Regions from separate parts of the Gossypium hirsutum genome. Here region 2 is linked to region 1. A link is a contact called in public Hi-C data. All regions are on one chromosome and are shown on one strand. Each heading gives the region's core, a stretch centred on a gene start, on an enhancer-like site or on the middle of the called end of the contact. The rest is flanking DNA. Distances are from core to core; before and after follow the strand shown. Region 1 holds the start of LOC107896715 (GTP-binding protein OBGC, chloroplastic). Region 2 has its middle 6.2 kb from the start of LOC121208442.

Region 1 (7,027 bases), core at 1,989-4,488:
AGGTGTTTGGTTGTGTTTGTTATACACTTATTCGGGCTGAGAGGAGAACCAAACTGGAAATAAGGTCTGTGCCAGGGATCTTTGTTGGTTATAGCAGTACAAAGAAGGGTTATAGGGTATTTGATCCCTCCAGCAAAAGGATCATGGTGAGTAAGGATGTGAAATTTGATAAGGGAAATGTATGGAATTGGAATGGTACAGATGCAAGCTTGTGTGAACAAGGTCAACAAGACAATGATATGTAACCAATTGAAAAGGAAGAACAAATTGAGGATGGATTCAATGACATACCTGTTAGAGGAACAAGAACCATCATTGACATCTATCAAAGATATGATGTGGTAATGCTGGAGCCTACAAACGTTGATGAGGCTTCTAAAGAAGACTGTTGGAAAAGAGCAATGAAAGCTAAAATAGAGATGAACAACACATGAAAACTGGTTGATAGGCCAGTCTAGAAGAGAATTATTGGTGTGAAGTGGATGTTCAGGGTTAAGTACAATACTGATGGATCTTTGACTTCTTCAAGACCATTGCTCCAATTGTAAGGTTAAATACTATAAGGCTTTTGTTTGCCTTGGCTGCTCAAAAGCAATAGAGAGTACACCAATTAGATATTAAGTTTGCTTTTCTGAATGGTTTCCTCTAGGAAGAAATCTTCATTGAACAACCAGATGGGTTCAAGGTTACAGGCTTAAAAAAGCCTTGTATGGTTTGAAGTAGGCACCAAAGGTCTGGTATAAAAGAATCGATGCATATCTATTTAGGCTTGGGTTTGAGAAGAGTATTGGTGCGCCTACTGTTTATGTGAAGAAATCAAGAATGAAGCCCTGCTGATTGTGTCATTATATGTAGATGATCTGTTGGTAATTGGAAGAAAAAGGAAGTTGATTGAAGAGTTTAAAAGGAAGATGCAGGATAACTTCAAAATGACTGACTTAGGGGAAATTACTTACTTCCTTGGCATGGAAGTAAATTAGTATGATCATGTTATCTTCATAAGTCAGCAAGCCTTTGCTTTGAAGATCTTAAACAAATTTTTCATGACAAACTGTAAAATTGTTATCACACTAGTGGCTCAAGGTGAAAAGCTAACTAGCAATGACATCTATGAAAAGGTTGATGAAAGAGGGTATAGAAGTCTTATAGGTTATCTGCTCCATTTGATAGCTACAAGGCCTGATATCATGTTTGCTATTAGTCTTTTGTCTAGATTCATGCATTGCTATAATGTTGTTCACTTTAAGGCGGCCAAAAGAGTCCTTAGATATGTGAAAGGAACTTTGGATTATGGGGTAAAATTTATGAATACTGAAGAACTCAAGCTGATAGGGTATTCTGATAGTAACTGGGCAGGGTCCATTGATGACATGAAGAGCACATTTGGCTACTTTTTCACTCTAGGCTAAGGGGTCTTCTGTTGGAGTTAAAGAAAACAACAAATTGTGGTTCAATCAACGGCAGAAGCAGAGTACATTGCAGCTATTGCTACTGTCAATCAAGCTATTTGGCTAAGAAAGCTCTTATGTGATCTAAATGAGAGCCAAAAAGAAGCTACTGAAATTAAAGTTGACAGTTAGTCAGCTGTTGCCATAGCAAAAAACCCTGTGTTTCATGGCAAAACAAAGCACTTTAAGATTAAATATCATTTTGTTAGAGAGGCTGAATAATCAAAGGAAGTTAATTTGATTCATTGCAGCTCTGAAAATCAATTTGCTGATATATTAACTAAGATTCTTAGTACTTCAAAGTTTGACAAGTTAAGAAGGAATATTGGTGTTTGTTGCATACAGTCTAATGAGGAGTGTTGAACTTTGGCCTGCAATGCAACAACAAAGAAGTTTTGAAGCTTAAATAGTGCAGTAGCTATGTTTTGTTTAATATGTAACTAGCTTAGTTCTTTTGTAATTTTTCTATTTGAATCAATAAGATTAGTTTACTGATTTGAATGATATTCAAGTGATGTTTTGGCTGATAAGTCAGCTTTACTTTGTGTGCAAGATGAGCTATATATTTTGTCAATGTAATTAATGGAAGTAGTTATACATTAGGTAACTACTTTGTAACTCATATATTTGACTTAATGAAATCAATAATGCAAATCAGTTTTTTTTTATCATTTTTGCATTCGTTTCTCTTTGCTTCATTTCTCCTTTGTTTTAGTCCAAATCCCAACATTTCTCTAGATAAGTTGTGGCCAAAGCAGGTGAGTTCTTTGCTTCGGCAGGGAACTTGAGACAACGACTTTTACCCCTAAATGATTTGAGTCAAATGGGACAAGGAAGGGTGAATGGGAGAGAGGGTCCTATACACACTTACCATCGATTACCAGTGTAGAAGCCAAATTGTGGACTCTTCGAGATGGCCTAACAATAACTTCTCAAAAAAGCATTAATTGGCTAGAAATTGAAGAAGACGCTGAAATTGAGGTGAATTTTATCAACACTAACAATAGGATGATTGCTGTGTAAATTTATGATCACAGATCACTAATGCTTAATTTTGAACAAGCCTCACTCAAGCATATCTATCGTGAAGGAAATCAATGCACATATAAGGAGCAATTTTCAAGCCTTGGTGATTTTACTTGAATGAACTTTTGTGCATTTGAAGGTTGATGCCTACGACATCCTTTTATATTGAACCAAACTTTCAGTTAATTTTAATGTAAATGTTTATTTTTAGACCAATATATATATATTTCGCCTTCATTTATAATCTAATACATTGTGTAATATTTATATGGGGTATACAATTAATTTATTATTGATATATATTTCAAATATATGATATATAATATTTTATTTTGAAATGATTATATTTTAATGTTTAGAATATAGTTTATATATTCACATTAATTTTCACAAATACTTCATTTTAATTGTTCTATATTTTATATATCAAAATATTAATAATGAATTTTTTTTATTGGAATATCATAATTTTAATATTTAAATTCAAGTAATATTCAAATTTAAGTTTTTTCTTTACAATTTATGGAAAATGTTAAAAGCACAAAATTTTAAGTTTTGTTATGAAGTAATATATACTTAAAAAAATAATTAGCAATTTTTGTATATTAATTTGGTGAAGTGAAATAAATAAGTCCAAAAAACATGGTTGAACTTAAGAATTGGGCCTTAACTCAAAAATCCAGAAGCCCGGGATTGAAAGGGAAATCAGGGACACGTGGCGGATAAGCCATTCCTTATCCAATTCTTAAACCCTCTTGAAAACCTCTCGGAATTTAGGCGTTAACTTACTTGTACAGTAAAAAATGGCTTCCATTACCATATCCGCCAGCTTCTTTTCTCGTCCTCAACTTCAAGCTCAAGCTCGATCCCGAACTCAAAAACCCTCTCCTAAAAGAAACCCTAACCCCAAATTCAAACCCAAAAAACTTAATAATAAATTCAAGTCTCTTTCTTTGTCTTCACCTCCGCCTTCTTCTTCTTCTTCTTCTTCTTTGGGTGCCCAAGCCACCACTTACACTCGCCTTCCTCCCAAGGAAGATTTCAATTTCGAGTTCGAAGTTCCCTCTTCGGACGAATCTGATGAAATCAAGCTTTCTGATTCCGATGTCGCGAAATTCGCCTTCCACAATGATTCCTCTGAAGCCGAAGCTGAAATGCTAGACACCGATGACGATGATAATGAACAACAAGAAGAAGAAAATGAAAGTTTGGGCTTTCAGGACGAAACCTTCGATGGAAAAATCGTAGATTTTTACAATGGTGATGGAAGTTCGGATTTTGAGGAAGAAGGGGAAGAGGAGGTTTATTATTACGATTCCGATGGCAAGCTCATAAATTTACCAGAAGAGTTTGATGATTTGGGACTGGAATTGAAGGAGAAAGGGGTACCGGCTGTTATGCGATGCTTCGACCGAGCCAAAATTTACGTGAAAGCAGGGGATGGCGGGAATGGAGTGGTTGCATTTCGGCGCGAAAAGTACGTGCCGTTAGGGGGACCGTCGGGAGGCGACGGAGGGAGAGGAGGGAACGTGTATTTGGAAGTTGACGGAGCGATGAATTCGCTGTTACCGTTTCGGAATTGTGTGCATTACAGGGCGGGGAGAGGGGCACACGGGCAAGGGAGGATGATGTGTGGGAGGAAAGGGGAGGATGTGGTGGTGAAAGTGGCGCCGGGGACGGTGGTCAGAGAGGCCGGGAACGATGAAGTGTTGCTGGAGCTGTTGTATCCGGGGCAAAGAGCGTTGTTGTTGCCTGGTGGAAGAGGTGGCAGAGGGAATGCGTCGTTTAAGTCCGGCAACAATAAGGTGCCTAAGATTGCTGAGAATGGAGAAGAGGGTCCTGAAATGTGAGTTTCCCTTTTCTCTTTCGCTCCTAAGTTATTCGGATTTGGTCCCAGAAAATTTCAAATTAGTATATATATATATATATTTATCTTGTCTGCCGAATTTGAATATCCTAACACTTGACTTGAGCCACCTGCAAGTTAATAGAGTTTTTTTTAACAGTATAGATTCTATTCATAGTCTAACAATCGAGCATGAGAATTGAACTCTTTTATTAGGTAAACAAGTTTAATCAAGCAATTTCTTTATCTCAAATCGAGCTCAAACTTTAAAAGCAATTCAAGCTAAGCTTTGAGTTCCTAGTCAAGCTCCCCTACTAAGTACCACTATGCTTTTGAATGATCAATGCATCTTATAGTTTTGGTTTCATTACACTTCTTGTATTTTGATTGTTTTATACTGTTTAATATGTCCTTGCCATTCAAACAATTGGAAGGATCAAAGAAGCCAATTTCGCAACCAAAAAAAGGGAAAACCAAAAAAAAGGATCAAACATGCTTTCAGAAGCTATGTTTATGGATAATAAATTGTGTACTAGAACTTTTCTCTGACTTCTTATTTTTGTTAAAAGTACCCTCCCAAACATGGAAATGGAGATATGGTCTCCAAAGATTGTCTAAATTCATGGAAGAACGTTGAAAAAAGGTTACCTTACCTTTGTAAGGCACGACAATCACACCGAAGTACGAGTAACATAGCTACTAGCTGTATTACTTAAACTTTTCATTTTTCTTGAAGTTCCCTGTCCAATACTAGTGTCCAACGCAAGGGTATGGGGATATGATTTTCTAGAATCTTCCAAATCATAGAAAGATCTAATCATGCCTATGTCAGATATTCATACTTGGCTTCGAGTAACATAGACTAGCAGTTCAACTTTTTGAAGTCATACAGTAGTTTGACAATGCTTTCTTATGAAACTAAGAGCAATTACTAGCTTATGATGTCTTTTTGTTTATTTTTGTCTGGTATTCTCAAGCAGGTGGTTGGAATTGGAGCTGAAATTAGTTGCAGATGTTGGTATAGTGGGTGCTCCTAATGCTGGAAAAAGCACTCTCCTAAGTGTGATAAGTGCTGCTCAACCGGAAATAGCAAATTATCCTTTTACAACTTTGCTTCCCAATCTGGGTGTAGTTTCATTTGACTATGATTCTACCATGGTTGTTGCCGATCTTCCTGGTTTACTCGAAGGAGCACACCGGGGTTTTGGCTTAGGTCATGAGTTTCTACGGCATACTGAAAGATGTTCAGCACTGGTATGGACTTCTTCTCATATACTGCAACTACTGTAACATGCTTTTCAAGGCTTAATTTATAATTGCTTCTCATGCCTTCTTATGGTTTATTTAAAATTTATTTATAATTTTTTCCACTTTTGGTTACATAGGTACATGTCGTTGATGGCTCTGGACAGCAACCAGAGCTTGAGTTTGATGCAGTTCGCCTTGAGCTGGAAATGTTTAGCCCGGAACTTGCTGAAAAGCCATTTATAGTTGCCTACAATAAGATGGACCTTCCAGAGGCATATGAGAATTCGCCATCTTTTAAGGAAAAGTTGGAAGGGCTTGGAATCAAAACATTTTGCATGAGTGCTGTAAAAAGGGAGGGAACTCATGAAGTTATCAGTGCCGCCTACAAACTTCTTCAAGAAACTAAAAAATCCAATGAGGGATTCAAAGGTTAATTTTATTATAAGTTATTCTTTAAAATTAAATTCCTTATGACCAACATCCTTGCTATTTTCATATTGTACTTTGTGAATCTTAATCCATATCGTGAATCCATTGCATTTATTGTTGACAAGTCTAGCTGTTCTTTAGGTTTTGAAGATCCAAAAGATTTGAACCATGTAGCTGATATGGTACAGAAGCAGCGTAGCTCCTCTATTAGTGAGTTTGAGATAACTCGTGATGGTAGTTGCAGTACTTGGTACGTAAATGGAGCTGGGTTGCAACGCTTTGTTCAAATGACAAACTGGCGGTATGTTTATAACTCTTATTGATGCTTGCTTGTACTGCTCGCTTTTTCTTCTCTTAACTTGCTATCAATGTCTTTCTGCTGGGTGCATGCTATCTTAGTTTATCATGTTTGTATCACTTCAGTGGTACTTGCCAAGACTGTTCTGCCTTATTTCATCTTATAAACTGTAGGACATATGATACTAAATTAGTATCATTCTGCACTAAAACTGTATTTGACCCGTCAGTCATGCAACTAGCCGGATAGTATTTCCATACAATGAAGTTTGACTTTTGTATTGAATGCATTTTAAACATTGATTATCGGTTCCGAGCCAGCACTTTAAACTGTAATGGTAAATAAAATACCTAGAATGAACTTTCATGGATTTCAGTTAATTCCCTCTGTTTTGCCCTTAATTAGCACTTTGGACGTTAATATTCTATCATCTCTGGTCTTTCTTTTCCAGTTCTTTTCCTTTTAAGTTTCTAAAGGAAGAAAGGATGCTGGAGAAGTCAGACAAGAAAGCAACCTTTAGGGCAATGCAGAGGATGAATTTTGAATTTCAAGGCCTCAATATGCATACTTCACTTATATGACAAACATTTTCCTATAGTTAATTTTGAAGGATTGGATCTATAGATTCTGTATGCACCGGAATGATACAAATCGAGTCTGAAACCCACTTATTTCCTTTGGCCTCGTCAACTGCTCAGCGATTTATTTGATTTTGATTTGTAATTCACTTCT
Region 2 (7,027 bases), core at 2,008-4,507, 610 kb after region 1:
TCAACATCTTGTCTAAAATAGAATTTTTGCCTGAAATTAAGAAATTACTCTTTTTCACAATACTTTCCAAAAGCAATTTAGTTTTTAAAATTAAATTTTTCAAAAGCAACCACAACAACAACAATGTTAGTCCCTAAAATTACACAACTTTTTTAACATCCATCTTAAAAACAGAAATACCTTCTTCAAAATTGGAAAGATAAAAACCACAATATTCAAGATGTTGATGTACATCTAATTTATATAAATCTTGATGAATTAAATTTTACATTTGACATATTACGGTTTTAGCAGAAACCACATAGATTGGTTTTCATTCCCGATTATCCGATAATTTTTAAGCTAATCTCTTTCAATATTTCCAGGCATCAATCTCTGTTTCAGGTTCACTTTTACAAGCTTGAATAACTGACAAGACAAAAAGAGTGTTACATCATTGTGTTCATGAATTCAAACTTAGCAATGGGCTTATTAACTAGGCACAAACCAAATACAACTTATAGTCCTATGAAAGGTTTAACAAAAACAACCTTTTGAAGAATTCAATCCCATTTCCTGAATGTTTCGGGCAGCTAATGAAGATTAAGGGGATTCGAACACCAGCCCTGTTAGATGTCACATTTTAATGGTAACTACATGAATCAATTGAGTTAAGCTTCTTATTGTCCTATGCTGTCCTAAGTTTTAACAATATATTTCTTGATTTTGTTTCCAAGAAACCTCCTAAAAGCTAGGCACCTTTACTCAACTACTCCCATGACCACTTAACACTCTCTCCGGTGCAGATTTACCGATTGCCATCGAACCAGACAACAACAATAGAAACCACGTAAACCTTGAAAGATCTAATCACCCTATGCTACAATCAAAACTACAGTCACAAAGGTGTGTACCAAAACAACAGGTGTTTTGACCTACATAACTTGAAGCAAACAACAAACAAGAAGTAGAAGATGCATGAAACTGAACATCATTTCGAGCTAAAATCCTTATCACACAAACATAATAAACTAAGAGACTGGTAAGCTCCGCAAATGAAGACTCATTTCGTAGTTGCACTTTGAGCAATATAAATATTAAACCATGAAAAACAGTCAATGCGTAGAGTTAAGTTCAAACTCGGAAAAGTTTGAGATGAAAGAATTCAATTCGATTAAGAAACGTCAGCTCGAATTAAAATGTAATGTATCTATAAATAGCCTGATCTATATGTACCTCCGACCGCAAGATTCGTTTTTTCTTTGTACAATGATAACAGCTCCGCAGCTTTGTCTTCATATCGGTTAACAAACCTCTCCACAAAAACCATTTCAGAAGTGTTGAACAATGCAGACAATCCAAAGCTCTTAATCAAACCTTGGGATAACAAATCTTGAGCAAACAAACCCCTTGGAACAATCCGTTTCTCCAAGCTCCGAGCCAAAAGAAACGGTTGATCGGCAAGGAGCGAAGACTCGAACCCCATTTCGTTCACAAGAAAATCCATAATCCCCGCAATCTTCTCCTCCAACACAATACCCGGATACCGTCTAAAAGCTTCCCAAATCTCCTTTTCAGACCAACCCCACTTCTTATAAACTTCAAACTTCCTCTCTATTGCAGGTTTGCTAATTTTCCTAAACACAACCACAGCAAAAAGAAACTTAGGCAACAAAGGATCGAACCCCATTTCCTTCACTTCCTTCACAATCTCCTTGAACGTATCAGGGTTTACTACAAATGACCTAGGGTGACAAATAAACATTGATATGATGTTTGACTCAGGCATTCCATTATCTCTCAAAAAACTTATATTAGGTAACATATAAACATCAAGTGGGCATGAGGTAAGAAATGGGTAACGTTTTATAGCTTGAACAGCATTGTAGATTGTAGCAGATTACTAAGTTGATTGAAACAAGGGATAATTTTTTTCTCTAAGCTACGAGTTAAAACTTTAGGGTTATAAAATAGGATTTTGATAAGTTCAGGGCTTGAAACACCTCTGGATTGGAAGAATTGGAGTTTGGGCAAAAGGGTTTTCTCGGCATTGGAGTAGAGCAAACCAGGCCGAACTTTGATGATTTTTTCGATTTGGGTTTTCGAGAAACCATGTTTCTGCAAGAACTCAAGAACCGAATCGGGCTTTTCTGGGGTTTTGAAAAGGAGATACTTATCAGCCGCCATTGCTGATTCGGGTGAGAACCCGAGTTTGTCTTTGAGGTAAGCGACTACAAAAGATTGGGATGGGTCTGAAGAGGATTTTGAGATGAATCTAACAGTGAGGGATATCAATGGCCTCGACCAGGAATTGTTCATAACATCGTGTGAAAGTCTACTGAAAACACTAGGATTGAACATTTTAGGAGTGGAAATGGATTGAACTACTCACCCTGGAAACTGAAAAGCTTTCAAATTTGAAAAGAAGCTCAAGGCAAACGGGAGACGAGTTTGGACTTGATAGCTAAAACTAGACGCTTTTCCTTCAGGTTCATTGAAACCCAGAGCTTGGAACTCTTCAATTTCCCTGTTATTTCCATCGCAGAGTTACATTTATGTAGCTAAATCACTAATTATCATTTATTATTTTATTAATGGATAATTATAAGATCCTCAATTTAAATAATAAAATAAAATATACTATTAATCATTTAATTATTAGTAAATTTTAACTACAATATTTTTTAATTTCGTTACTAATATTATCATTTGATTTTACAATGGTAACCGTCTCTTTAATAGTTAATAGAAACGACGAAATTATTGGTTCACAAACATATTTAGTCCTCGTGATTTATAAATTTTAAAATTAGTTTTAATTCTTAATAATTTACTGAATTTAATTTTTGAAATTAAAACTCAGATTGAAAAAATCTAAAATTTTCAAAATCCCACCAATAAGTTTCCCGCATTTCTTTCCATTCCAAATAAAATTTTAACCAGAAGGATTAAAACTCCACTTCTTCGTTTCTTTCACTTCTTTCAATTTTAAGTACTTACAAAAACCCAATTTCTCAAGAACATTGTGAATCCTCGGTCGCGTTGTGTTTTTGGTGGTTTAAAGATTGGGATATCAATTATGTATTCTACTGAGAGACGGAACAACGTGATCTGAGAGATTGAATCTTCTTCACAATGTCAAGTTGAATCTCCCATGTTTGAAGTTTTTTTTTTTTTGGTAGTTGAAGAATAAATTAAATCTTCACTGAAATAATTGGTGGGTTTTCATGGAGGAGTTTTCTATGCTTTTTTCTCTTTTTTGCTGTTGAAAAGTAAATTGAAGCTTTGTACGATGGGTGGGTTTTTTAGGAAGGTTTTTATGAGTTCTTGAGAATAATCTAAAATTTTAACTTGAAGTACTAAATTTTAATATGATTCCAGCGAGATTAATTGACGGGTTTCAATTTTTTATTCTAAGTTTTTAGTTTGCACTAAATATGTTTCCATCCAGAATCATTTCAAATCCAAATTTCCATCTGTTTCTTTTTTTCTTTTTCTTACTTACTCTTCGATTTCGTTCTTTCAAATCCACAGCAGTTATGTTACTCAATGAGATGAACAAAGGGGGAAAATGATGGTTGGGTGGTGGAGAATGAGAAGGATGGGAAGAGTTTTCTGTTTCTTGGGGAAGTTTCAATTTGGAGTTCTTCTAGTAGGGTGTCTACGTTTTATGAGTTGTTTAACTGAAGTAAAAAGTGAAAATTAATACTTTTGATAGTAACAGTGATATAACATTTTAGGATGAGACATGTCAAGGTAATTAATGACCAATTATTATGTGTTTTCTTGTGGTCTTCAATTAATCAAGTCCGTTCTTAATATTTTGGGGGTTCTAGGTAAAATAATAAAATAATATTTTAGGTTTCTTAAAAATTGGAGAAAAATTTCTTTAGGTCCCTTAAAAGTTAAATAAAAAAAATTTTGGGCCCTTCAAAGCTAAAAAATAATAATTTTTGAACCTCTTAAAAATTAGAAAATAATATTTTAGACCCCTCTCAGCTTTGAGTATTGGGCGACTGCACCTCTAAACGACCCCAGAGATGGGCCTGCATATAGTCTTAGCAATGGTGCATGGTTTTAATAGTTTGTTAGGCTAAATTTTGTTAGCTAACTATATAGGTTTGCGGTGTCGTTGGTTTCATTAGAAGACACATGTTAAGCTCTTTATGGATACTCTGTGAGATTCACAAATTAGAATATAAGGTCTATGAGGTTTGCTACATAGGGTATAACAATTACCCCAAGCGAATAAAGGTTATAAAGTAACATTAGCAAATTTATTGGGAAGTTCATAGTACGGGTGTAAATAATGAGGGTCTAGGTGGTTAACTTGAGGTTTGTGGTGAAGTATGACATTTTGTATTAGTGTTTTTATTTTGCATATAAGTATTTTAAAATTTGAATTTTAAATTTTTAAATAATTGAAATTTTTAAATTAATTAAATTGTAGTAAAATAAATTATTCTTTTATGCACATTCATTTAAATTTAATGATAAAATTTACGAAATATTTGATATCTTGCGGTGCATTTATTGGGTTCCTAGTGTAATTGTCATTAATTTTTATATTCTAATACATGTGTTATGTTTCTAGGTATAGAAAATAATGCGTGTGGGCACGTGATAACTTACTTGATAAGGTTTCAAAGTAATTGAAGACTTTCGTTTTAACTTATAAATATGGATAAAAATGTGGAATTTTAGCATCATCTTTTTCCTACTTCTCTAATTTCTGCAATTTGCATCTGCTATCGCTTATCTTTTATCGTCTATTTGCCCAAGTATTTTCCTAGTGCAATTATTACTGGTAGGTCTCATTTGTCTTTTCTTTTTCTATACCATTATTAGCTTTATTTTATCTTTATTGAAACACGACTCTTGAGAACTACTAGAATGTAGAGTTTGTGTTCTACATCACTAGAGGAGATGTGGAAACTACTAGAATGTAGAGGAATCACTTGCTTCAACAATTTCAAGTATAAATTTAAGACTATGACAAGGAGACACTATTTGAGTGAAATGGAAAACCACAAAAGAAAGAATACTTAGTTTTTACTACCCTTGTATGTATTTTAAGCAGGGTTTCATTTGCCCCTACATCCTTTTTTTTTCAAAATTTTGAATTCCTATAGAGTGGCTCATAGACAATTGATGGATTCTTCCTCGTGGATTTTAATGGCTTATATTTTGGATTGCCACTTACATGGAGACGAAGCTATTGTGAATGTATTTAGGAGCATATACATAGTAAATCCTACCAGTAAAGCTAATCATAAGGGGTTTATGATGTTTACTACTCGAAAGGGACAAAAGGCCATCGTTAATAATACCACTAGTAACCCGCGTTTGATGCGAGATAAATACATCAAGATCAAACAAAGTTCTGGTGGTGAGTTCCCTTCCCTTTCGCTTGGATGAAACCTTCCAATGAGAGAAGCACTTAGGATCCCCTTTCATTGAACCAAGTAGAGGAGGCTCAATTGAAAAGGTTGTAAATAAGTTCACCTATAAGATATGAACAAGTGCACAACCTAAGGAATGTGTGGTAATTTTTCTGATGGAAAAAAGTCCCAACAATTTCGATCATGTGAACTTCAATACTCTTAATGAAAATCAATTTGTTGGAATGAAGTCCTGTATTGAAGCTTGGCCCCATTGGAATAACAAGATAATAGCAGAGATTCTTTTGGGATTATGTGAAGAGCCTAAGGATTGGCTTTCTTCCCATGTTCATTGTCTCGAGTGAAAATGAGATTATAAAAGTAGCAAAAGAGAAAGTAATAGTGCTTGTAGCAATCCGTTTTTCAGTGGTGTCAAAAATAGTGGTTTCGGGGTCACAAATTCGACGAGTGAATTTGTAAATATTATTATTTAATATTTATGAGTCAAATATAGTATTTTAATAAATTTTGATTTGATAATTTATGTTATTTGAATGAATAGCTAAGTTCAAATGGTTAGTCCCTTAATCAAGTGGTTTAAAAAAAAGAAGTATCGGAATCTTATTTCTATGTGTGAACTTCAATACTCTTAATGAAAATCAATTTGTTGGAGTGAAGTCGCGTATTGAAGCTTGGCCCCGTGGGAATAACAACATAATAGCGGAGATTCTTTTGGGATTATGTGAAGAGCCTAAGGATTGGCTTTCTTCCCATGTTCATTGTCTGGAGTGAAAATGAGATTATAAAAGTAGCAAAGGAGAAACAACAGTGCTTGTAACAACCCGTTTTTCAGTAGTGTCAAAAATAGTGGTTTCAAGGCCACAAATTCGACAAGTGAATTCGTAAATATTATTATTTAATATTTTTTATTAAATATTTTGAAGTGGTTATATAGTTGTATTAAGATTTTGGTTAAGAAATGTTAGCGTTTAAATAGTTAATTAGGTAAAAAAGACTAATTTAAAAAATATGTAAAAGTTCATTTCTATTAGTAAAAAGGATCAAATGATATGAAATCTCAAATTAATGGACTTAACGAGTAATAATACCATATCTTAAGTTGGTGAATGTCTATGGATTGGTTTTTTGTGTAATTTTGGTGTTTTTAAAACGTTAAAATTGTAAATAGGTAAATAGAAAAATTAAAATTAAAATAAAAGATGATAAAATAATATCATAATCTTTTTCCTTTTATTTTTGTTGCAAAACCGAATAGCGATGGGTAAGGGAGAAGCAAGTTTGGTCCAAGCTTAAATTCATAGCATGTATGGTATATTTCTCCGTTTTTAGTAATTTTTATGTTTTTGAACTCGTATTAGCTTAATTTAGCTAGTTCAGAGATCAATTTGTAAAGTTGTTAAAATTTTAGGGACTTGCCATGAATGATTTTAACGTGTTTTTGAATTTAGTTGGTGAACTATTAAAGTTAGTAACTAGATATATAATGACCCTATAGTCAGGGGTGTTGGAAAGTACATTCTCGGGACTCTATTCCCGTGAATTGGACTCGTAAATATTTATATCGTAAATATTTTTAATAAATATTTACGAAAAATATTTACGAAGTTAGTTGTGTAGTTAATTAGATCTTGGTTAAATGAATTTGC

The links. Hi-C and Micro-C count contacts between places; a contact is called where the count stands out from the background.
Region 2: a contact with region 1 is called in a Hi-C map of leaf, with 2.5 times the contacts expected there. The contact joins the enhancer-like site here to the promoter of LOC107896715 in region 1. A contact is called at or near these places in 7 of 34 Hi-C or Micro-C datasets (anther, hypocotyl, leaf and 1 more).

What each region holds. Positions count from the first base shown.
Region 1 is chrA10:94,471,606-94,478,632 of Gossypium_hirsutum_v2.1, forward strand. LOC107896715 (GTP-binding protein OBGC, chloroplastic) reads left to right here and starts at 3,239. Exons shown (of 7, transcript XR_005903479.1): 1 at 3,239-4,320; 2 at 5,298-5,574; 3 at 5,706-5,997; 4 at 6,139-6,298.
Region 2 is chrA10:95,076,599-95,083,625 of Gossypium_hirsutum_v2.1, forward strand. It overlaps the pseudogene LOC107896710. Among protein-coding and RNA genes, the nearest start is that of LOC121208442, 6.2 kb to the left of the region's middle. Within about 2 kb of position 3,258, at least 6 of the 9 cell types and tissues checked have an H3K27ac peak or open chromatin away from gene starts, as enhancers often do.